2 separate regions of the Ovis aries genome follow, and region 2 is linked to region 1. The links are chromatin contacts, called in public Hi-C maps. All regions are on one chromosome and are shown on one strand. Each heading gives the region's core, a stretch centred on a gene start, on an enhancer-like site or on the middle of the called end of the contact. The rest is flanking DNA. Distances are from core to core; before and after follow the strand shown.

Region 1 (6,045 bases), core at 1,340-3,839:
CCCACCAGGCTCCTCTGTCCATGAGATTTTCCAGGCAAGAATACTGGAGTGGGTTGCCATTTCCTCCTCCAGGGGATCTTCCCACCCAGAGACTGAACCTGGGTCTCCTGCAGCTTCTGTTTTTGTTTCCATTCCTTCCACCTGACACTTGATCCCCACCCACCCTCAGACATAGAGAAGCCACATCTGTCAAAATCTGATGAAGCAAGAATAACACAGGCCAGCGGTTATGGTGAGATTTTCCCCTGAGGAAGAGAATGTATGTATCTGAAAGACACTCCCATGTGGGGCTGGGATGAGGGTTACTGGGCCCCAGGACCTCCTATGAACAACCATTAAAGGCCGGAGAAGCAGGCCTAGGGTGTGAGTTTTGCCCCCCAGGATGCTCTGAGAGTGCAGCCAAAACACTCAGGGAGGCTGCATCCATGCAGAGACCTGGGACTGTTCTGGGCTGTGGATGGGGGTGGGGGTGTGTGTGCCTGCGGAGGACCCTTGACCCAGGCCTATGTCTCTCACCCAGAACAGAGGATGGTCACTTGTAGCCCAACGCCTAGAAGGGCGCCTACTCCTAAGAGGCCTGCCAGGGTGTGCCCAGGCTGGAGTGTGTCAAGGGCTGGGGAGGGGTGGGTCATGGAGCTAGTGGTACCTTGGAGATTGAGCAGAATCCTGCTTGCTGGAGAGAGTGGGGGGGGGGGGGGGGGGGTGGATGGCTGGTAAGTCAGCACAGGGCCAGCTCCATCCTTAATGAAGTGACTGATTGTGACATGTGGTGAGACTGCAGGAACAGTCTGAATCATTATTTGGTCAGAACACAAATCTCTTAAATGTCATCAATACAAGTTGCCTGGGAAAAGAGAGATTACTTCCTGCCAGTAGGAGACCCTCTTAGAGGAGGAGTCTGACCCAGTGGCCCAGTACAGAGCCCCACCGCTGCAGAGCACACTGTGTGGTCTTCGCAGGGGGCGCCCACCAGTGAGCTGGAACTTTAGGGTTTTAGTCACAGATTCCCAGGGAGCCCAGACGTCCACACCAGTTTACAGGTCACCACAACATGCAACCCAAAACGCGTTTGTCCTTGGTGACCTGGAAAGTTTTTTCTACCCAAGCCCCAAGATAATTTGGTGTGAAATGGCTGCTCTTAATTTTGTGCGCCGAACGACTCTGTCCCACCCACCCCTCTTCTCTGGTCCGAGGGATCCAGTGCCTGGGCTGCCCTCCTTCCACTCTCCCCGCGCGGGCAGCTAACACGTTTGAATGTCCATTAAGGGCTGCAGACCCCGGCCGGTCTCTCCAGCCAGGGGCTTGCTGCGCTCGGCTTCAAGCCTCTAGCCTCTAAGCTGATGGCCTAGGCCTGGAGAAGGGCGGTGGGGTGATCTCGGAGACAGCGAGGGTGAGGGCGCCGGCGAGAGCCAAGGGCAAGTGGGCGGGGCAGGGCAGGGAGCATTTCCTCTGCGGGGCCAGGCAGCGGGCGGGCGGGGCGCTGTGGGCGGGGCCCGCGCAGTCGGTGGTGTCGGAAGCCTCCCCGGCGGCGAAAGAGAGGGGCAGCCGGGAGAAGTTGGCAGCGGGCCTGGGGAGGGGAGGCAGCGGAAGGGGCCCCGCGTTCCATGAGCAGCGGCGCCAGCGCCCCGGCACGTAGTTCACTCCTGCGAGCATGGGACGCGATGGGCACGTCACCCACGCCGCCAGGCTAACCACCAGCCTGGTGCCAGTCCGCCTCCGGTTGACCCAGGCTCAAGGGCGGTGCGGCCGTTCCCAGTTCCCGGCTGCCCGGGACGATCGGGAGCTCCAGGTCCCTCCCGTCAGTGCATCCCCTGCCCCACCCGAGACCCCGCTCCCTGCTGGGCCGCGCCGAACACCGGGCTCGGCAGGGGAGGAGCTTGCAGCGGGCGAGCGGCCCGAATCTTGGGGCGCGGCCGCCCAGGAACCCAGCTTCGGCGGGGTGCGGCGGGGTTGTTCCGAGCTGGCCAGAGCGGACACGCCTCCGAGCTGGGCACCTCGCTCGGGAGGGGAAAGGGAGAAGCGGAGGCGAGCCCCGCAGGGCGCGCCCACCCGGCGCACGGCAGAGGCGGGGCGGGAGGGACAAAGGGGCGCCCTCCTGAGCGCTCGCCTCCGCGCCGGGGTTCAAGGCTGTCACCGTACAAAAGCTCCAGCAGGAAAATACCCCGCGGGGTCCCAGCCGCTGAGGGGTGGGGGAGCGACCCGCGCGGCCACGCCCCAGCCTGCCGCCCTCGGACGTGGTGCGTCAGCGTGCCCGGCTCACGGCTCTAATTTCCGCCCCTCCTCCCGCCGCCAAGGGGGCACGCCCATTGGCACGCGCAGGCCCCTAGGCCGAGTGGGAGTCTCTCACTGTGAGGATTGGCCGGGCCGCGTACCCGCGAACCAATGGCGCCAGTCCTTGTCCTCGACCACGCCCCTTCCCCAGAGGCGGGCGCGCGACCGCTCCATCCCGCCGGTGCGCGCTCCAGGATCCCCGCCCCCTCCGCGTGCGCGGCTCCCCGCGGCCGCCGCCGCCGCCTGTAACCTGCGCCGCCAGGATGTGGCTGGGGGCTGACGTCGGGTCCAGATGTGGCCCCGGCCCCGCCCACCCCCGGAGCCGGGCCGCCCACACCGAGCCGCGGCGCGCACGGCTGCTGTCCCGCCTGCCACAATGCGCGGCGAGGCTGCGGCCGCGACTTGGCGCGGTCGTCCCTAACGTCGCCGCTCGGCATCCTTAGGACAGGCCGCCCCTGACGTCGCGTGGGGATCCCACTCGCCCGCGCCCCCCATGCGTTCACTCTTCGGAGCCCAGCCGGGCGGGCGCCTAGTAGACGCGGAGCCGCGCGGGTGACGGCAGAGGCGGCTGCGCGCCCAGCCCAGCCCGCGGAGAGGGCGCGCCTCGCCCCCGCCCCCCGCCCGCTCTCCGGAGGCCGTGGGTGCGGATGCGCCGCTGACGACTCGCAGCAACCAGCAGTGCCGCCCGTCCGCCGGCTGGATCCCGCAGCATGGCAGCAGCCGCCTATGTGGACCACTTCGCCGCCGAGTGCCTCGTGTCCATGTCGAACCGCGCGGTCGTGCACGGGCCGCGGGAGGGGCCGGAGCCCGGACCCGAGGGCGCGGCCACTGTCGCCGCCACGCTGCCCCGCGTCGAAGAACGCCGCGACGGCAAGGACAGTGCCTCGCTCTTCGTAGTGGCGCGGATCCTAGCGGACCTTAACCAGCAAGCGCCGGCGCCCGCCCCGGCGGAGCGCAGAGAAGGCGCCGCGGCCCGGAAGGCGAGGACCCCCTGCCGCCTACCACCGGCGCCGCCACCCGCCCCCGAGCCCGCCTTCCCCGGCGCCAGTGGCGCGGCGGCCGCGCCCCTCAGCCCGGCGTGGAGCGAGCCCGAGCCCGAACCCGAGGCGGGGCTGGAGCCCGAGCGAGAGCCGGGGCCCGCGGGGAGCGGCGAGCCCGGCCTCAGACAAAGGGGCCGGCGGGGCCGAAGTCGCACCGACCTCGAGTCCCCGCAGAGAAAGCACAAGTGCCACTACGCGGGCTGCGAGAAAGTTTACGGGAAATCCTCGCACCTCAAGGCGCACCTGAGAACTCACACAGGTCAGTGGGGCGGCCCGGGAGCCCCGAGCAAGCGATCCGGGGCCAGTGCTAGTCGCCCAGCCACGCCCCCGGAGCCACCAGCTGGGTGCGAGGGCGATCGGGCCGGGAACGGTCGGGGCCTCGCCCCTTTCCCCGTGGCTCTGGGCTGCGGGCGACACTGCGCGCCGCGCGAAGCGGGTCTGTGCGCTGGGAGCCGGCACCCGCCCGGCGACCGCGCCCCCGCCGGGCACGCCCCCTCCTCCGGCGCGCTCGGGCGGGGCCGCGGGGGCGAGTGTCGTCATCGGGCCCCGGGGCGGGGACCCCGCCCAGGCCCGGGGGCGCGCGGGCAGGTGCGGGCGAGCTGGATGGGGGTCGCAAGTGGCACCCGGGGAGATTGGCGGCCCGGACGCCCGGGAGCCGCGGGGAGCGGGTGTCCTCTCCTGGCCCCTCCCCCGTCGGTCGGGCGCGCGCTCAGCAGGGGCGGGCCCGGCCCGGGCGCGCGGCGGGCGAAGTTCACGCGGGGACAGGGCTTTCTCCAGCCACTCGGCACATTCTTCGCTCTCCTCTTCCTGTAATTTTTCCAGCGTTCTAAGGTTTAATTTGTCGAAACCGGAGCCAGAGGCTGCCGACGCGGGGGGCGGTCCCGGGTCCTCGTCCGGGGCTCTTTGTGGGAGCCCCGCCCATCCGGCCGGCGGGGGCGCGCCAGACCCAAGGGGCTCCTTGGGGCCGGGGCGCTGTCTCCCGAAAGGAGCGCACTGCCTTCTGGCCGCGGATCTGCGTCGCCTTCCTCCCGGCCTCGCTCTCACCTGCCGGGGCCGGATGCGGGCGGGCAGCACCTGCACGGGGGCGGGTGGCGGGAGCTGACATTCTAGGAGCCCCAGACCGCCGCCCGCCCCCCACCCCAGGGCAACATTTTCCTCTCGCGGGCCCAGGACTTTGTCGTAGATTGCTCTGTGGTTGTTTTTTGTCTTTTAACACAAAAGTGGAAACAACCTTTCAATGGATGGCATGCTTTCTCTCCCAGTTTGGTTTAAAGAATTGTGTATTTCCTCTGAGCCCACGCGAACTCTTCTGGACACAAGTCTTCCACTTTGGGGACCGGTTCAAAACTCTCATACCGTTAACCTTGTTTCAAAAGTTGAGGCGTCTCATTTGTCAAACAGTTCACAAGCTGATTAAATGACTGATTTAAAAGCCGCAGTTTTCAAGAATCTAGAGCTGAAAAGCTTTTTCTCCGGATAAATTTGCAAATGAACTGCCCCACGGGCTGCAGGTGTCAGGAACCGCGTATCTCACGAACTGCACCTCCCACGCCGGCCCCGCATTTCTGGTCCCGCGCTATGACCGCTCAAACAGCTTGGTGGGGTCGCGGGTGAAGGCGGGGCCATTTCTAGGCTGAGTCAGAATTCGGGCTGTGTGGACTCGGAGGTGGGGACGTTGTTGCAAGAGTGGGTGTGGTCGTGGGGGAGGGGCCACGCTGTATTCTGAGCGAGGTGGACCCCGTCACCTGGTAGCCGGGCCGCGTTTGATTTGTGGCTGGAGTTGAGCACTCGGTTGAGAGCCAGGCCAGTACCGAACAGAGGAGTGTATTGGAAAAGCTTTCTGAATCCTGTGTTACTGTGGCTTCCCAACCCGGTAAAGAGTCTGCCTGCAGTGCGGGAGACCCGGGTTCGATCCCTGGATCGGGAAGATCCCCTGGAGAAGGAAATACTCCAGTATTCTTGTCTGGAAAATCCCATGGACAGAGGAGCCTGGTCAGTTACAGTCCATGGGTTCGCAAACAGTCGGATACGACTGAGCGACTTCTCTTTCTTTCCCAACCCGGCAGCACCCGGTAGCCAGATTCGCGAATTGCGGAGGGATCGGCCCCGGGGCGGGGCTCGCCCGGGCCTCCGGCTGGGGCTGCCTTCCGGATTGCCTCAGCCCCCTGGTCCAGGCTGCCTGTGCCCTGCGCGGCACGGGGCAAGATGGCTAGATGTTTAGGGCAGGGGCGCTAGGAACCCGCGCCTTCGCAGTGGGGCGGAAGCCGGCCTCTCCGGGGTGCCTGGAAGCCAGAACAGGATGAATCCATTCTTTGGCCTGCAGTGTGCTAGTCTGTTCATTTTTAGAGCAGGGAGCCGGCTCCGCCTTCCAGGTGTGCAGAAACTCGAATCTCTGCCTCCAGAGCAGATCTCCAAGTCAGGAGTGCACAGGGTCCCTTGGGGCCTTTGGAAATGTAGGTTCCTAGGTCCCAGATGCTGACTGAAGTTTAAGGGGTCCCTCCAGGTGCATCTGCTTATGAACTAAGGACCTACCTATGGCTCAGGGCACCTTCAGGAAGCCTGAGCCCAGGTGTGCAGAGCATAAGTAACTGGTGATCATAGAGGGCATAGGGGCAGCCCACAGAAGGGAGAGGCTAGGCAAGCTAGCTGCAGGGGCTGACCCAGAGGCGATTTGGGAAGACCCAGGAGGCAGACCCTGGTTTGTGGGCTCCCAGAGTGTTCTGGTAGGGAGTGT
Region 2 (5,674 bases), core at 2,688-5,187, 75 kb after region 1:
ACGGGGCGGGTTGGTCGGAAAATATTCCTTTCCTGAGACATAGAAGCTCAGCCTCTTTGAATCACTCGGCCACTTCCTTCCTGTGTGTGTCTTACGCACACTGGCTGGGGGACCGGGCGGGTTCAGGGTGTGTTGTTGTTGCTTGTTTTTAAGTTTATGTCTACCGTCTTGTTCCTTTTCAAGTTGCACGCGAGAGGGGTGGGGTTCGTCCTAAGAGGCCTTTGTCACTGAAGCGGATGTCGGAGATGACTTGGGTTTTCTCTGCAAGTGAAAAACCTCTGCTTGTGAGAATGAACAGGAAGGAGGGTCTCCTTAGGGCCACAGGTAAGGACCTTCACAGGTGACATCATGCTTAGTCTCAAATCAGCCTCAAGATGCAGGTAAGACAGGTAAAGAATGTGAGGACCAGGGAAGCTGTGGTCGCATCTTGGAGCCACTGTTTCCTGCATCTTAAGTCCAAGTTGTTCCTGGACATCCATGGGCCATGTCAACATTCCCTGCAGTGTCTGTGCCACCGGGCACCCAGTCTTCCCCCACCCCTCAGCCCCACTCTGCTAAATGTGTCTGCTAATGGTTTCCTGAGATCAAGGGAACTTTGGCTTGCTAGTGTTCCTTTCTCTTTAGGTAAACAGAATACAAAGGGGTTTCTCCAACATCCTTGGCTGTGACTCACAGGAGATGACACAATTCACATGGCAACCCCATATACACACACACACAATTGTACACATGTATATATGCAGGTGTGTATAAACATGTGTACATGTGTAGACAAATGTTTATCTATAACAGAGACAATTTTCACAAGAAACACCGCTGTATGTGCCCCGCACTCAGCCTCTCTGTGATACATGCACATCTTCTGTATAGTTGCACACACACAAACGTAAATGTGAATCTATAACTGATGTAAAATTTACGAAACATCAACTCACCCTGTGTGTGATACACTTGATGTGTGATCCACCCCATTTCCTGCCAGCTGTCTCCTACTGAACTGTGTCCATACATTAGAAATCACAGTTGATGTGTCGATGGTTAGCAAGCACTGAAAGGGAAGTGGTTGTGTTGGTGGGCCTCATAGTCCCGCACCCGATCCCCTGGCACTTGCACTCCATGCAGTCAGGGATACCTCCTTGCCAACGCTTGTTGTAGTTTGATTTTTATTCTAGTTGGATCTAGTCTAGTGAGTGTGAACTAGTATCAGTTGTGGATTTGATTTGTACTTCCCTGTCAGTTAATGATGTTGAACATCTTATGACTTCTTTGTTGAAATATCTATTCAGATCCTTTGCCCATTTTTAATTGGGTTATTTGAGTTTTTGTTGTTGAGATGTCATGGTTCTTTGTATATTCTGAATGCAAATTCCCTATCAGATACACGATCTGCAGTTGTTTCCCTCCCATTCTATGGGTTGTCTTACTTTTGTTGCCTTTGCTTTTGATGCTGTATCTAGTCTAACCCAAGCTAATGAAGATTTATTTCTGTTTCCTTCTAAGAGTTTTATAGCCTTAGGTATTTCATTTGGATTTATGTTTCACTTGGAGTTAATTTTTGTATACCATGTGACACCTCAACAAATGATAGAGTCATTTCCTAGGCAGGTTGATAAGAAGTCTAGGGGGCCCCAAGGAAAGAGGGGTCTGGAATTCTCAAGGAGGAAGAAAGGACAAACCTTTTTTCCTCTACATTCCTTAGGATTATATAACAATAATGTATCCTGCCTGAGGACAGTCTCTGGATTAAACCTTCTGGCTAATTCTGTTATCTTAAAATGTAAATTATGGGAGTAGGCCTGGTCTTACAAGGATTATATAACAATGTATCCTGCTTGAGGACAGTCTCTGGATTAAACCTTCTGGCTAATTCTGTTATCTTAAAATGTAAATTATGGGAGTAGGTCTGGTGAGGTCTTCCAGACATTTTTTGGATTCATTGGAGAGTATATAACTCCATTGCTAACTCTAGCAAGAGGGGTACTCTTTCTACCCTCTTCTGATGTCTATGTCAGAAGCTTTCTCTATCTCCTTTATACTTTAACAAAACTTTATTACACAAAAGCTCTGAGCGATCAAGCCTCATCTCTGGCCCTGGATTGAATTCTTCTCCTCTAGAGGCCAAGAATCCTGGCGTCTTTGCGTGGTTCAACAACAACCTTTCACAACCAAAGGGACTTCAACTGATTGGGTGAGGCCCATCTGTTTTCCAGAGGATAATCTGCTTTACTCAAAGTGTACTGATTCAAATGTTAATCACATCTAAACAATATGTTCACATATATATCCATATATACATATGTGTGTATATGTGTGCTTAGTCGCTCAGTCATGTCCAACTCTTTGCGACCCTTTGGACTGTAGCCTGCCGGGCTCCTCTATCCATGGGATTCTCCAGGCAAGAATACTGGAATGAGTTGCCATGCCCTTTTCCAGGGGATCTTCACAACCCAGGGATCAAACCGTGTCTGCTGTGTCTGTTGCATTGCAGGTAGATTCTTTACCCATTGAGCCATCAGGGAAGTCTCTCTCTCTCTCTCTCTCTCTATATATATATATATATACACACACACACACATATGTATATACATATATCAAGCCCCCATACATATATATATATGCTGCTGCTGCTAAGTCGCTTCAGTCATGTCCGACTCTGTGCAACCCCATAGACAGCAGCCCACCAGGCTTCCCCATCCCTGGGATTCTCCAGGCAAGAACACTGGAGTAGGTTGCCATTTCCTTCTCCAATGCATGAAAGTGAAAAGTGAAAGTGAAGTTGCTCAGTCGTGTCCTACTCCTAGCGACCCCGTGGACTGCAGCCCACCAGGCTCTCTGTCCATGGGATTTGCCAGGCAAGAGTACTGGAGTGGGTTGCCATTGCCTTCTCTGTGTGATCTTGCAAAGGGACTCAAAACAGTGAAGGCAAGTGACAAAGGAGGGCTTGTGATCAAAGAAACAAGCTCATCAGGAAGCACAATTTCAGGCTAGGGCTGTCCACTCACACAGTGGGCCGCGTCTGCTGCTGGAAAGCAGGATTCTGCTTCATTTTCTTAATGATATTTTTTTTGATGTGGACCATTTTAGAAGTTTTTGTTGAACTTGTTGCAATATTGCTTCTGCATGTGGGACTTTAGTTCCCTGACCAGAGATCGAACCTGCACCCCATGCATTGAAAGATGAAGTCTTTTAAATTTTTATTTATTTGTTTATTTTTGGCTGCGCTCAGTCTTCATTGCTCTTCAGGCTTTTCTCTAGTTGCAGCAAGGAGGGGCTACTCTCTAGTTGTGGTGCATGGGCTTCTCTTGTTGCGGAGCACAGGCTCTAGAGCACAGGCTCAGTAGTTGTGGCACACAAGTTTAGTTGCTCTGCTGCATATGGGATCTTCCTGTACCAGGGATTCAACCCATATTCCCTGAATGGCAGGCGAATTCTTTACCACTGAGCCACCAGGGACGCCCAGAAGGCAGTCTTAACCAATGAACCCCCAGGGAGTTCCCAGAATTCTGCTTTTGATGTTGTATTTGATATGCACACAGTTAGCTCGCATGGGTGGAGAAGTTCTCATCCGGCATCTTCATCCGGGCTCACACCAGCCAGGACACCCAAACAACACACACACTCTGCAGATGGGCGGATGCTGCCTTGGAGTGTGGGTGACCAGACCCCAGTTCCCTGCCTCACTGTTCTCTTTTCCTAAATCTGGTTTCCACCCCTTTTCAGATTGCTTTCCACGTCCTTCTATCATGCATGTGTAAAGTCTATTCACAACTTTATCAAAACATCTCTTTGGGGAAAAGTGAGCTTGGGAAGAAAGTGTGAACGTTGAGTCCTGTTTTTCCAAAAGACTCTCCATCTGCACCCCCACTGGACGCAGAGTCATTTTCACGAGCTGCTTGGGAATTTCCTGTTTATTTACCCGGACTTCCAGACAAACCGGAACTCCGGCCCCGCCTCCCCCCACTGCAGTCAACTTGGCGCAAGGAGATGTCTGGGCCGGGGAGCTAAGAGTGACTCACCTCAAACTTTCCCACCCCAGCGGCCCCTGCCCACCGTGGACTGCAGCAGATGGAGGCTCCGGGCACCTGGAATCAGAGGGAAACCCGCACAGGACACCTTCCAGCAAGAGAGAGGAGACAACCAGATCTCAGCCTGGAACAGAGCAGGCCTGTCGCCCCTCTATCCTCCCTGCCGCAGAATTGGGGGGTGGCTGTGGAGGAAGAACTATACCCCCCTTTCAATGGCTAAGTCAGAGGTCTCTCTTGGTAACAGTCACATCGCACTTGAAAATATGTGGGTTATTTTCAAATATCTTTTGATATTAATTTCTAATATAATTTCACCGTGATAAGAGAACAGACTGTATGATTTCATCACCTTTAGACCAGGAAATTTTTGCACCTTGTTTTACGCCCCTGGATATGTTCCAGTGTCTCCTGATTTATAGTCTATGGGAACTTGAATAGAATTTGTATCCTGCTGTTGTGTGAAAATTGTATAGATCTTTATTGTATTGAATTGGTTCATGGTGCTTTTCAGATCTAACTATATGCTTCTACTTCTCTGTCTTTTCTTTCTATTAATTTTTTGTGAGTCTGATATTGAAACTCCAGTTAAAAATCTTGATTTATTTACTTAAAAAATAATTGTAATATGTAGTGGAACTATATGTGACTTTGTTCTGTATTTTCCAAGTTTCCTGTAAATGTTATCATACTTTCATAATTTAAAAAAGAAGAAAAAAGAAACGTGCCCCTGAGATGGGCATAATGTGTACACAGGAGATCCCCAGAGAGACCAGAGACACCTCCCTGGGCAGACATGCTAGCAGGCATGGACATGCACATGTGCACACACATGCGCACGCGCACACACACACAGAGGCACTCATTCCCCTCAGCCAAGGCCTCCTGTACACTCACTTCCTTTTCCTTCCATGAAGGCCACATCACAGCCAAGCTTGTGGCTGCCCTGCCAGGCCTGACATTGGTAGTCTTTTCTCTCGGAGGCTTGCAGGCAAGACCATCAGACATGCCAGCCTCACCCCTACATCCACCCTGGGGGCAGGGAGAGGGTTGTAGCAAGGGTTGGTCCCTTCCCTGCTGCTGCCCCTCCCCTTGCCTGTGGCCTCTGAGCCCATTTTGAGCCCCTGCTGCTCTGCTCTGCTATTTCTCAGACTTTAGTAAGTAATTCCACAGTTAGGAGGGAGCAGCCTCCATGGTCCAGGGCTGCAGAGGCCAGGAGGTAGATGGTCTCTCGGAGTATGAAGCCATAGGGCCCTCAGCCTGCGCGTCCTGGGTCGCCCTTCCCCCAAGCCCCACCAAGCTCACCCTGCCCACAGGCCTGTGGCTGGCCGAGCAGTCCAGTGACGGGTGATTAGCAGTGGCAGGTTCTCAATTCTTTCCTTTCTCCCAGGTTGATTTCCATCTCAAGAGAAGTCCCAAGATTCAGAGGATTCAGATAGGAAGAGAGATGAATTCTAGGAACGGAGTTTTTGTGATGGTTTAACGTCAACATAAGCAGAGATGGTCCTTCTCCCACCTCTGTGCCTGGGTAGTTGAAGAGGACACCTGTCCCTCAGGTCACTAAGCTGCGCTTGCCAGAGAAAATCCTGACGCCCACATGCTGTGGTCTCAGTTTCTATGTGACAACCCTGCACCCACAATTCCTACCTTAA

Evidence for each region. Hi-C and Micro-C count contacts between places; a contact is called where the count stands out from the background.
Region 2: a contact with region 1 is called in a Hi-C map of tail adipose tissue, with 2.4 times the contacts expected there. The contact joins the enhancer-like site here to the promoter of KLF13 in region 1. A contact is called at or near these places in 3 of 16 Hi-C or Micro-C datasets (mesenteric adipose tissue, muscle and tail adipose tissue).

Annotation. Positions count from the first base shown.
Region 1 is chr18:25,440,822-25,446,866 of ARS-UI_Ramb_v3.0, forward strand. It overlaps KLF13 (KLF transcription factor 13), which reads left to right and starts at 2,590. Exons shown (of 2, transcript XM_004018077.4): 1 at 2,590-3,570. The coding sequence starts at 2,982.
Region 2 is chr18:25,514,639-25,520,312 of ARS-UI_Ramb_v3.0, forward strand. It overlaps LOC121817094 (a long non-coding RNA gene), which reads left to right and starts at 204. Exons shown (of 2, transcript XR_006056833.2): 1 at 204-324; 2 at 3,721-5,674. Within about 2 kb of position 3,938, at least 8 of the 54 cell types and tissues checked have an H3K27ac peak or open chromatin away from gene starts, as enhancers often do.